Regions from separate parts of the Pan troglodytes genome. Here region 2 is linked to region 1. A link is a contact called in public Hi-C data. All regions are on one chromosome and are shown on one strand. The core of a region is the stretch at or near the end of the contact, and the rest is flanking DNA. Distances in the headings are between cores, read along the strand shown.

The links. A called contact is a pair of places that touch in the nucleus more often than the background predicts.
Region 2: a contact with region 1 is called in a Hi-C map of stem cell-derived neural progenitor cells, with 7 times the contacts expected there. The contact joins the promoter of TLE3 here to the enhancer-like site in region 1. A contact is called at or near these places in 1 of 7 Hi-C or Micro-C datasets (stem cell-derived neural progenitor cells), 1 of 1 datasets of contacts at active chromatin or transcription factors (stem cell-derived excitatory neurons) and 1 of 1 other capture datasets (stem cell-derived neural stem cells).

What each region holds. Positions count from the first base shown.
Region 1 is chr16:61,524,025-61,530,385 of NHGRI_mPanTro3-v2.0_pri, forward strand. The region is part of intron 3 of LOC104002363 (a long non-coding RNA gene); the gene reads left to right. Among named protein-coding and RNA genes, the nearest start is that of RPLP1, 74 kb to the left of the region's middle. Within about 2 kb of position 4,102, at least 1 of the 24 cell types and tissues checked has an H3K27ac peak or open chromatin away from gene starts, as enhancers often do. A contact at or near this core is called in stem cell-derived neural progenitor cells, where this site is marked.
Region 2 is chr16:62,098,328-62,104,688 of NHGRI_mPanTro3-v2.0_pri, forward strand. It overlaps TLE3 (TLE family member 3, transcriptional corepressor), which reads right to left and starts at 3,552. Exons shown (of 20, transcript XM_009429459.5): 1 at 2,353-3,552; 2 at 1,740-1,840; 3 at 1,159-1,222; 4 at 116-160. The coding sequence starts at 2,376.

The DNA of each region.
Region 1 (6,361 bases), core at 2,852-5,351:
TAGCTAATAAATGGCAGAACCAAAATTTCAACCTAGTTTTCCAAAGCTGTAGTGCTTTCTTTTTTGGTTAATTGGAAAACAGTGGGTTTGATCTAGGACCTCTAACAAGCCCCATCTGGGAAGGAGGCCGTGGTTCTCACCCTGGGCTCTGTGACCAACGCACTGCTCCAGGAAGGGGAGGCCTAAGAGAGGCTGGTGGGCAGGGCTAGAGCTCCCCCACCCCTTGTCCCTTGCCATACAATCACCAACCAATTCCATCAGAGAGCTGTGCTTTTATTGTTTCTCTTATACATGGGACCTGAGATTTCATTTGAGAATGCAATTTCTACTTAAAAAAGATGGAAAATCATCTGTGAAGAGGGAAGCCTTTAGACTCAAACAGACCATATACTTATGAATTCTTTGTGAGTTCACTACTTGGGGCCTCAGTTTCATCATCTGTAAAATGGGTGTTGGTGATACCTACCTGAGAGATTATGATGGTAATGAGATAATGAAGGATCTAATGCACGGCTCATAGCAGGTGTGCAATGAATGCAACTCTTCTCTCTTTTCCCCTCAAGACTGGCCCTGGACTCAGTTCTGACTCGTGTGTGTGTGTGTGTGTGTGTGTGTGTGTGTGTAGGTGGTGAACTTTCCCTAAGAGTTTCTTGCCTCCTATTTTCCTTATTCCTGGAATGATTTGCTTTCAGTGGTAGTTTCATATTCATCTATAGACAGGGAAGGACATGGCAGAATGAGATAAAATGGGGGATGAATGCTGCTAAATACTGCCTTAGTGATTGTATTCAATTACATGGGCTTTTTCTTTGCCTGTTTGATGAGAAAGGTGATGAGAAAGGCAGGCCTGCAGGGGGCAGCACATGGCCAGTACTTCACTCATGAGGGACTGGCTCATGGGACTCCTGGCTTTGCAAGAAATCAGAGCCTTCCCAGGCATAGGGGAGCCTTGGCGATTTCTGCAAGGAGCCTCAGTTCTGGTGTTGAGATATTTATTATGCCCTGCAAGTTACTGATGCTGGTGGAATTAGGTCCTTGGGCTTCTTGGTCTCCTGGCCTCTGTGGTCCAGCCAGCCTCTTCCCCTATCCCTCAAGGATCACTTCTACAATCTCCTAACTTCAGGGCTGAGAGGGACTTAAATGGTGATCTAACCCTAACACATCATGTTACCAATACAGGAGGCAACCAACCTTGCAAGGTGGGGACGTGTGTATCTCCCATCTTACAGGAGAGAAAACAGAGGCTCAGTGAGGTTAAATGACTTTCACCAGGTCCCACAAGTAAGGAGTGATAGATTAAAGCTCGTTTGTTTGCAGGCATCAGAAATGACTAGTCAGTTTAAGCAAAGGAGAGGAACATGGATCCTGGGGGGATTTCAAGAAAATCAACTAATTTGGCCTCCATGGGTGGGGCCCGGGGTAGCTCAAGATTGGCAGCAACAGTCTGTGGCTTTTTCTGTCCTGAACCTGCTCTCAGGAATGAGCACTAGCCCCAGTCCAGCCCAGACCCTGTATCTCTCAGGTCTAAAATTCAGGTTGCCGGGATAGAGGTTCTAGATGGACCCCCTTGGATCACTCAGCAGTGGTCAGAGGTCAGGGGGTTACTAGCATAGTTATGGAGGATTTGTTTTGAGTCCTGTAGTGAAGCCCTGACAAGAACACCACAGGTGTCGACACCTGGTCGATGTGGGTCTTCCAAGGATCAGCCGGGGCCTCTGTTCTGTCGCACAGTCACACAGTCTGCTCTCCCGTAGCTGCAGGCTAATCCCAGCTGTAAGGTCAGCCGAGGAAACGGAAGGTGCTATTTGCATTTTAATAAGGAATCCAAAAGACCAAAGGCCTCTGGGTCCTAAAAGACTGGTTTTCTCAAATGGTGCAAAGTCCAGGTATTGTAACTGATGGGGCACCAGGGGTAAGGAGCCCTCCCTGGTACTTCCCGTCACACCCACACAAGTGTGCCTCCAACTTATAAAGTTCACCTGTTTATCTTGCTGCCGCTTGTTCCAACTCCTTTCCATCTCCCTCTCCAAGGATTCAGTAATATGTTGTCTAGACACTACTGCTGCTGTTTCTCCTCCATTAATCCATTTTAATTGGAAAGTTATCATAATGCAAACTCTCTTTGGTATTATTTGCGGCTCTGCATTATTAGAACCTCACCAACTCGCTTTCCCAGCAAATTAAACTTGCTATGGAAGCAATGAGATCAGCTGCTCATATTAAATCAGGCCGCACGTTGTTAAGTGGGGCTGGGAATGGGGCTTCCTCAGTTGGGTGGGGCGCCATCGCTGGAGGCGTTTACAATGGCACCACTGTTTTTATGCTGGGGATTTGGCCTCTGTGCTCAGTTCTCCTCTTTTTTTGGCACTGTGTATTGGAAATTAGAGATGGAAAGAAAGAGGGGACAGAAAACCCTCTGGTGGTATTTGGCCTCTCACCCCAAACCCAGGGCAAACAGCAATGATCAGAATGCACATGGCCTTAACCCCGGATGAATTACAAAGCATATTCCGGTAGTCCTAGGAGCCTTGTGAAGTAGCGATGATCATCCCCTGTGTATGCAAGCTGGAAACTGAAGCTCAGAGAAGGTACTTCTAGGGGCTGCACAGGCAACACATAGTAGACGCGGACTCTAAGCCGGGTCCTCTGAGTCTAAAACCAGACGGCCCGAAGGGATGAAACGCTGACCACAGTGAGCAGACCCTTTTTACAGAGCAGATCCTGGAACGGATTCATTTCTAGCTGATAGTATGGAAAGCAGTTAATAAATGACCAGGTTTCCTATTTGTGGATTATCACCACCTCAGCATCTAATTTTTCCCAGTTACCCACTCAATAGAATAACATGGCTGACACTCCTGCCCGCCCACCCAACGGCCATTTCCCCCCACTCCCTTGCTACCAGAAACCTAATTTTGTTAAGTCAGAAATGTGCCCAATCTCAGAGGAAGACTCATGATTGGTCTAAGCCAGTCATGGGCGTCTGTTTCCCTTGTCAGTGATTGGTCTAGAGGCAAGCATGTGACTCATTTCTGGCCAATTACACCTAAGGGAAAGACTGCCGATGACTTCTGGGAAAAACTTTCTCTCCGATGGCGGCAGAGCAGGGAGGAAACTTTTCCTTGAGTTTCTCTCTTCCAGTGTGGGCACTATTTGTTATAGTTAAAAAGTCCCCCAATTCTTTGACCTTGCTTCCAAAGGTGGAGCCCATTTCCCCTCCTGCTGAGCGTGGGCCACACTTAGCGACTGGCTTTCAATGAAGAGAATGTAACAGAGGTGAAAGTGTGTGACATTCGAGGAAAGGCCGTAAAAGACATTGGTGCTTCAGCTTTGCTCTGGCGGCTGTCTGACTCTGGGGGAAGCCAGCTACCACGTCATGAGGACACCCAAACAGCCTACGGAGGGGCCCACGTAGGGAGGAGCTGAGGCCTCCTGCCAGCAAGCAGCCCTAGCCCGCCAGCTGTGTGAGTGAGCGAGCCTTTTTGGAAGTGCATCCTCCCGTCCCAGTCCAGCCCTCAGATGGCTGCAGCCCTGCTAGCATCTTGACTGCCGCCTCATGAGGGACCTCAAGCCAGAACCAACAGCCACGTGGTGCCAGAATTCCTCATCTGCAGCAGCCGTGTGAGATCATAACTGTTTATTGCCTTTTTAAGCCGCTGACTTTTGGGGTCATTTGTTACTCAGCAATAGATGATTAATATGCTGTCATGCAGCTGTCTTGGAACCAGGAGGGGCAAGACTGAGGGCAGAAGCCACTGTGGTGAAACTGGCAGAGACATGGAATCTGGATTCCTGGTGAAGTGAGCTAGTGAGCTGCCCAGCCAACCTTGGGTTGCCTATTTTGGGACTTTTTGTTACATGAGCTGATAAGAACCCTTAATTCATTGTTAGTCTGGGGTTCCATTATTTGTAAACAGCTTTTTACTGCCTCAGCCTTGGGGAGATACGTGATCCTTCCAATCACATTTCATGGCCAGCAGAGGTCACATGGTCTCCACCCACAGTCACATTGGGATGGAGAGGAGGGAGAGAGGGCCCTGCTAAGGGGCTTAAATGCTGCACGTACATTTGCATGTTGAGATTTAATAGAGGCCTTCTGGAGACACAATGCTTCCTCCCAGGGCGGGCCTAATTGCAGAAAGTCGGGCACTGTGATGGGCCTGGGGGCTCTTGTGACCCTGGGTAGGCGATTGTCTGTGTGACAGTTGAAGTGATGGTATGTTAATAGCTTCTCGATGAAAGGCTCAATCTCAAGGGGTTCATGTTTCTCAGCAGCCAAGACAGCGGGTTTCTGCAGCAGGTGGTTCACAAACGGCATCCTATCAGCATGGCCCCAAAGTAACTGAAAGCTGCTCAGACTGTCCCGCACTCCCCAATGCCTCCCACCTAGGTGAATTCTAAAGGAGGAGGAACCAATGGGTCTGTGATGGATATTACCCTTCCCCATTAACTCTACAAGCTAGTTTTCTTCTTTTCATTTTTTTATTTTTTATTTGTGACAGAGTCTCGCTCTGTCGCCCAGACTGGAGTGCAGTGGTGCGATCTTGGCTGACTGCAACCTCTGCCTTCTGGGTTCAAGCGATTCTCCTGCCTCGGCCTCCCGAGTAGCTGGGATTACAGACGTGCGCCACCATGCCTGGCTAATTTTTGTATTTTTAGTAAACACGGGGTTTTGCCATGTTGGCCAGGCTGGTCTTGAACTCCTGGCCTCATCTGATCCACCTGCCTTGGCCTCCCAAAGTGTTGGGATTACAGGCATGAGCCACTGCACCCAGCCTAATTTTCTTCTTGAAACTGCTCTTTCCTCACCTGCAGCATAGGCACAGTCACACCACAAAGGCAGCAGTGTGGAGTTCTGGCAGAACTGCCAGAGTTTCAAGGGTTTTCAAGAGGGTATCCCAAGCACACAGATCTAGGGAGGGATCTGTGACATCAAGCCTCTGGGGGCAGGGCCTGGGGTCAGCATTTTCCTATACACTCTCCAGGTTATCCCGACCCACTTTGCATGTTTGAGAGCCACTCAGTGATCCTGTCTGTCCCCTAGGACAGCTGTCGCTGTAGGCAGGGCAGTGAGAATGACCCACATGGGGAGCTAAGGAAGCAGAGGCACAGTCCTGCCGGCACCCAAGGACAGGGTCAGGGCTGGAATCTGATTACCTGTCTCTTTTCACTGTCTGTAGTGTTGTTTCTCACCCTCCTAGAAGGGGGCAGGAGAGAAAGGACCCCAGGAAACCCAGGATCAAGGAGGGTTCATAATTGGGGGAAGCAGGAGCCCTCACTCATTCCATTCATGGCTGTCAGCTCCCTGCTGTCCCCTAGCCCATATTCTTGGTTCTGGGAATATAAACAGAAAATGAAAAGCGTTTGTATAACACTTCATATGTACCTGCACAATGCCTTAAGCACTTTACATCCACAAGCTCAATGAATGCTCACAATTACCCTATGAGATAGGCACTATTATTATCCCCACTTTACAGATGAGGAAACTGAGGCACACAGTAAACACTGAAAGTCCATCCAGACTTTCAGCCCCTAAAGCTGCTGAGTGGGCATTCCCTTGGGATACTTCCAGTTCAAGCCCTTTATTTTATAGAGAGAAACCGCTCGGTGAGAGAAGGGCCATTCTGAATCATACACGTCCATGGCAGGGCTGGGCCAGGTCCCGGGTTCTGGCCGCTGGGCCATGCTGCCTACCTCAGAAAGGGGTGCTTCTGGGCTCTTGCGACCACAGGGCTCATTACCGATGCTGCAAATTGAATGAAATAGCTGCTCAGTTACATATTAATAACAGATTTGTTTGTCATTAAGGCAGCATTGTTTAATAAAATTAGTTTAGCTGAGCGTAATTACCTTCATATAAAATTCCCTCTTAAAAATTACTTTGATAGATGTAACCAGTTAGGTGGTGTAAAGACTGGGGTGTGTGGGGTTTGGCTCTGAGCTTTGGTTGGGTCCTTAAAGTGACATTCCCGGGTTGGGAATTCAATTGCCAAAGACCTTGGGTTATCCCTCTGTGGACCACTTGAAGGCCCAGTGGAGAACACGTAACTCAGCCTCTCCGAGGCAAAACTGCAGACAGCCTTGGATGGTCCCTTTTGCTAAACGCAAAATAGTGTTCCTCCTACCGAGGCCCTGCGTTCTCTTGCCACCCTGCCAGCTTTTCACATTCCCTCCTTAACTCTGGGGCTTTCAAGTCATTTCTCTGCTTGTAGACTTTTAACGGCTCCTGATTGCCCATAAGCTATGACCGCGAATCTTGATCTTATTATTCAAGGCCCTGCAAATCTGGCCTCATGGTAATTTAGTGAAAATGATAACCAAATTGGGGATCAGGAGACTGAGGTCTTAGACCCAATTC
Region 2 (6,361 bases), core at 2,302-4,801, 570 kb after region 1:
GAAGGGGGAGGAATCGAAGAAGCAGGCTCACTTTCAAACAAGAGAGAACATAAGAAGTCCACATATATAAGTTTTTAAAAAATGAAATATATTTTTAAAAGAGAAAAGCACTTACCTGCTTGTGCATTTCAATGTTCAAGCCATAGGACATCTCATAGTACTAAAAGTAAAAAGAATGGCTATTAACAGGCAACACAGAAATCTGGTCATTTTTCAAAATCAGTTTTTTCTTGGAAAGGTTTTGGCCAAATCATACTTTTACGATACATTTGCTAAAGAAGTTTAAATCAAACCCCAAAGCCAGCTTACAGAGCGGTTTAAGAGCTGACAAGGGCGAGCGTTCCTCTCATCTCAACAGAACGTTATATATGTGGTAGTAAGGGGAGCTGGGCCCTCCCTCCCACAAGCACCACATGTGCCCTATATCCTGTTTATACAAGGTTCAGGTTCAACAGGGAATCGTGTGTACACTGGGACCCTCTTGTCCTCTGAGAGTTATTTAGCACTGTGTCGAAGGCCTCTTATGTGGAAAGCAGTGCAGGGAGCCGTGCCCTCTCACAAATGAAGATTAAAACTTGCTGGGCAAAAGGAAGACAGTCTGCCTACTGCCCCAGCGTGGAGAAGATACCCAGCTGGGGGATCCCTGAGGAGGGGAGTGGAGGCAGAGAGCTTCATAAGGCCTCTCCACTCCTCACAACACCCTGGGGAAGGAGGGCTTCTGTCCTACTCTGGCTAGATCCCAGCTGCAAAGCAGAAAAGTTTCCAAACACTCCCAGGAGGTCACTAAGAGAGATTTTTACCAACCCTAATTTCACATGGGCTGGTCCAATCCTATCTTACTAGCCAAGATAGGGCAATGGCAATCAGCCCCTGGGAAACTTTCAAAACACAAATTAAAGGCACACAAAGATAGTACAGAAGTCTCCGGCCTGGAATCGGGGTTTCTCTTTCTGCCCCTCCCCTCACTCACCCTCCTCCAAGTGGCCCCGGCAATGGAAGCTGGGGAAGGGGAGGGCAAGACCAGATTATGCCCTCTCTCAGGGCCGCCCTGCGGCTGGGCGGTGGTGGGGACCTGGCGCTCATCTCCCCAGATCCACGCCGCGCCCCCGGCCGGGGTCGGCGCCCCAACCGCCCCCCAGGCCCGCGGCCGCATCTCACCATCACATAATGGCGCTGCATCTCCGTCTTCTCGTTTGCCAGCTTGTCGTACTCCACTTTGAGGCTGCGAGGGCAGGAGGAGCCGGCTCAGGCGTGGCGCCTGGACAGCCTCCTCTGAGGCCCCGACCCAAGGGCCTCTAGAGCCACTTTTCCACTTTCCTGACACCCCCCGGGGGCGCCCCCATTATCCCACAGCCTGGGGACGCGGGGGGATTTGGGTCCCCGCCGTGGGGAGGGGGATGTGAAACAATTCGAAACTTCCCGCGAGCCAAAGGACTTATCACGGCAGCAGGGGAGTAGGACCCTGACGCTGGCTCCCGACACCCAGAACCCGGAGTGAACCCGCTCGCCGCGACCTAGACCCTCATTCGGGGACCCCACGGGCGGCGCTGGGAGCCGGGCTGCTGCGGGCAGTAAAGGGTTAAGGCGGCGCGCTCGGAAAGGGGAAACAAAAGGCGGAGGCCCGGGCTGCCCCGCGGCCCCTGGATCGGGAGCCCCCTCCGTCCCCGCGGGGGATGGCAGGAGCCGCGCCGGGACCCACCCCTCCCCGCCAGCCCCGGGGCGGCCCCCACCGGCCTTACCTGTGATACTGAGCTTGCAGGAACTGGAATTCGTCTTTGATCCTGTCACAAGACTCAGCCACCGTGAATTTAAATCCCGGCTGCCCGGGTTGATGGGGAGCCTGGAGCCCGCGAAGACAAGACAGGGGAGGGGGCGGGGGCATGAGACCGCGCTCAGAGCGGCCCCGGCCCCTCCCCAACGGCGCCCAACCAAAAGAGGCCACCCTCAGCCCAGAACCTTCCCAGCAAGTTTCTCAGCTCTCCGACGGGGCGGAGGGGGGGCGCCCCATCTCTCCCCGTCGGCAGCGGGGCTCCCATGCCTCTCACCAAGGGCCTCCCTCTCCCCAGTAAGGCGGGGGCGGGAGACAAACCGGGTGAGTTGGGAGACTTCAGAGCGGGGCCGGGGACCGCGTGAACAGCTCCCCCTGGAACACAAGCAGCCCCCCGCGCCACTCGCGCGGAATTAACCTCCTCTCTCAACGGCGCCCCCCGGCCGCATCCCCTTTGTGTGAGAGCACACACACAAACACACACACCATAAAGGTAGCAACAAGCAAAATGGAGGTGCCAGATAAACTGCCTCGTTTACCCTGCCATGATAGATGCTTAAATAAACCGAGTTGCAATTACTCACCGGATGTCTGCCCTGCGGATACATGGCAGGGAGGGGTCGTGATTCCGAGAGCGTGGAAGCGCCGAGAGCCCGGGCCGGGGAGGTGCGGGGGAGGGGGGAGCCGAGCCCGAGCGGGGGGCGGCCGGGAAACCGAGAGCTCGCCCCCGGCCCCCCCAGCTCGTTCTCGCAGCGAAATCCCAGAGTCGGGCGCCGGCCCCAAGTGGAGACAAAGAGCCGCGGAGCAGGCGGCAAAGTCGTCGGCGGGCGCCGGGGCCGGGCGGCGGGCGCGGGCTTTGTGCGCCTAGGGCTCGGCGGGCAGCGGCCGGCCGCCTTCCCTGGGCTGCGTCGAGCGCGTCAATGCCTGGGACTGCGCGGACATCGTCGGCTCCCCAGCAGGTCCGGCGCGGGGTCCCGAGGCCGGGGGCCCCTCCTGGGGCGAGCTCGGGCCCCCTCCGGGTCACTCAGCGGGTCGCGCCTGTAGGGGGGCGCGCCGGGGCAGCCCCAAGCATCCGGGGCGCGCGGGTCCGATCCTAGAGGCGTCCGGGCCTGGGACTCGCGGCGAGAAGAGGAAGGAGGCGGGCTACGAGGTGGTGGCTTGGGGCCGCAGGAGCGCCGGAGGGTGAGGGCGGGAGCCCGGCGCGGGCGCTTCGACGCCCCCCCTCGGAGAGGAGAGCCTGCTGTTCCGTCTGCTACTGCCGCTGCCGCCGCCGCCGCCGCCGCTGCAAGCCCTTCCCAGGGCCGGGGAGGAACTCCGGGCTCAGTAGGTGCAAATCAAACGCCCTGGCATCCTAACTCCAGCGGGCACGGGAAGCCTCCGCAAAGGGTTCTCGCTGCTCCCAGCTTGAGCACCGCGTCCCCAGCGAGGAGCGCTCAGCGCCACCGCCGCTGCCGCGTCGGAGCGCACAGGCAGGAGAGCGCGGGAGGGGAGACGCAGCCCGAGACCGGGGAGCTCTACGGCTTCCTTCCTTCCCCTCGGCCCGGCTCTCCTCTCCGCGCCCCGGCAAACCCCCAAAACACACACACCCAACACACACACGCGCGCACACACACACACCAAAAAAAAAAGTGCCCCGGACCTACGGATACCACACACAGACAGGCGAGGGGGACGAGCACGAGGTCTGAACTGCCGCGAGAGCAGTTCCAAATAGGGACTGAAAAGTAACAAAATAATGTGGCAGCTTCGTCCGGCGCTGGCCAATGGGAGCGCGGGGCCCCCACGTGGGGCTGCGGGACTCGGCCTACGACTGGGTGCCGCTGGGCGCGACGTCACAATGCCCTCTTGTGTCTAAAACTATGCATGAAAAGTAGCAATCAGGCCCTACCCGCTGGTGACTTTCGCATGGGAGTGAAAAACAGCGCTCCTCAGATCAGGAATTAACCGAAAGACATATAATAAATAGATATATATTATAGTCCTGGGCTGCTCGAGTTTTTTTCCTCCTTTTTTTTCCCACGATCTACTAGCAAATAATTATTTAGCGGGAGGAGGAAAGAGGGAAGACAGAGGAATAACAACAAAAGAAAATAAGACAAGCTGTACAATCTTCAAAACCTGTGGCTGGTAGTAATGTATCAGTTTATTCTGCAGCGGCGGCGAACGATTCCTCCCTCTAATCTCATTAGGTCTGCAAAGCAGCCCAATTAGATACTATAAAACAAACAGAATCACTTTGTCACTTTAATGTTTTCACTTCAAAAGATTTAGGACTGATAAAATGGTGGCTCCTAAAGTTGCCTCCGACCTTTAAAAATTTGCTCGGAACTCAGGATGTCCCCTTTTCTTCACCCCTTCTTCTGCCCGCCTCCCCCACATTAGCCCCCAGCTCTCCTTTGTTCACTCGCCCTTCTTTTCAGAAAGCCAAATAAACAGCTCCTTTGATGTGCGGCGGCTGCCTGCGAGGAGAAGTCTGAGGGACTCTGGCTTGGCGGGCAGCGCAGATGGAAGGGCCCGGCTGCCCGTGGACAACAGGCTCAGCCACGGCTGGCCCCATTCGGGGCGCCTTCCCCGTGGGCACAACTTCACCCTCGCCGCAGCCTCGCCGCGCGGGCTCCTCACTGCATCCCTAGGCTGAGGGGGTTGGGGATGGGGTCGGGACCCTGCTCGGCCGAGGCCCGGGAACTCCGAGTTCCCACCTGGTTTGCTCAGCCTGCTCCCGGCAGTGCCACGGCGTTGGCGGAAGCCTGTATGTGTCTCGGTCGCTAGCCTGCACACTCCGAGGGACGCGGACGCTCCCCCGCTCGCTCGCCCCGGCCCCGCGCCCCCCGGACCCCCGCTTGGTCGCACAGGCCACTCGACTCCGGGGCCAGCTTGCCCGCAAACCGATGGCCTCGCCCTCCCGCGCTCGGGGTTACGGCGGGGCAGACGAGCAAGCAGGGAGTGGACCTCAAAGCGCGCACCGCCCGGTGGACGGCCAAGGCGGGACCCCCGGGGCCCTCCCCGGCAAGTCCGCGAGCCCGCACGCACCCCAGGGCCCGCGGCGGGCGCGCGCGAGCCGGCCGCGCGTCCCCGGATCTATATTTTCCCCTCATTAGGAGCCGGAGGTTCGCTTTTGCATCTTAATGAGGAGCTGAGAGCTAGCGGGCGCTCGGAGGCCGGAGCGCGGGGAGTTACACGTGAGCACCCGCCTCAGAACTGAACCTCCCCGCGCCCGCTCCGGCCGCCAGCCCCGAACCGCGCTCCCCTCTTCATTTATTTATTCTCCTAAATAAAAACATAAATCGTGTTTCGGCGCGCACCGAAGACGGGGGAGGGAGAAGCCCGGCTCGACAGATGCGAGCATCTGGCCGCAGCATTCATTAGACACAAAATGGCTCCTCTTTGGAGCTTCCTTTCCCCCTCCCCCTTCTCTGCCCTCCCCCTTACGTCACGGGTGGGCGCACCCGCTTCTTACTCGCCCCGCCCCTTTCTCGCTCCAGCCCCACGTGGGGGACGCCGACCACGCCTCCGAGCAAGGTGTGAGTCACCAATCACGGACCGCCGAAGGGGCTCTTCGTTGCTGATTGGCGAAGCTGCTGGGCCCTGTCAGTCCCCGGCCAGAGCTGTCAGTCAAAACCACGCGGGGTGGGGGAGCGCTGACAAATGCCGAGGCTTCTGAGCCTCCCGCTTGCAAATAGTGCTTGGAATGGCTGCTTAATTAGCTTTGAATGGCTTTTCCTTCCAGCTCAAACAATCTGTCACTACCATGTGGTATAAAGGAGCCATGCATAAAAAAGTAAGCAGAGGCTAAATATCAATTTGATTTTGTGTATCAAAGGAATATTTTATTTTTCTCCCTAGTAATGAAACGTATCAATTTAAATAATAAAAGGTAAAAACACACACACAAACAAAAAAAAAAAAAAAAAAGAAGAAGAAGAAGGAAAAGAAAAGAGGAAAAAAAAGAAAGAAAAAGAAAACCCAAACTCTACGGTGTGGCGACTCCTGCGCACGCCTGAAACAGGTCACTTCCACAGCCCACGTTCTGGAGGAAGCCTGAAGACTTTCCCCTCCCCCCTTTAAACTTGCATTTAGTGTTTTGTTGTCGTCGTCTTCCAGAAGTCTAGAAGGAGTGGTGGAGGAGGGGTGGCCTGTGAAAGGGGACGTGGCGGCGGGGGAGGGGGCGAACTTTAAAGGGAGCTCTTTGAAGCTGCTACTCAAAGTAGAGGGGGTTTTAAGACCCCGTAAACTGGGGGTCCTACAGCAGGTCTCGATTTGGGAGCTGAGAGGAGAGGGGGATGAGAGCGGGTGTGCGTCTCGCTCGGATTTATTAAACACAATGCCTTCAAGATGCCAGGGACGCGGCGCCTCGCCGGGCCTCCCTCTCAGTCTCCCTCTGGACTGGCTCCGACGGCGCCCGCCAGCAGGCGGCCGAGAAGCCGCGGGGCCCCCAGGTCGGGTCTTACGAAGATTGTATACAGAAAAGGACAGCAGCTCTGTCTCTCGCCCGGGTGTCCCTCCTGCCCCGACGTCCACGCCCCCCGGTGACCACACGAGCCAGAGCGCTCCAACAGGGCAGACCCACGTCGAGTTCACCTGTGAGCCCCAGCG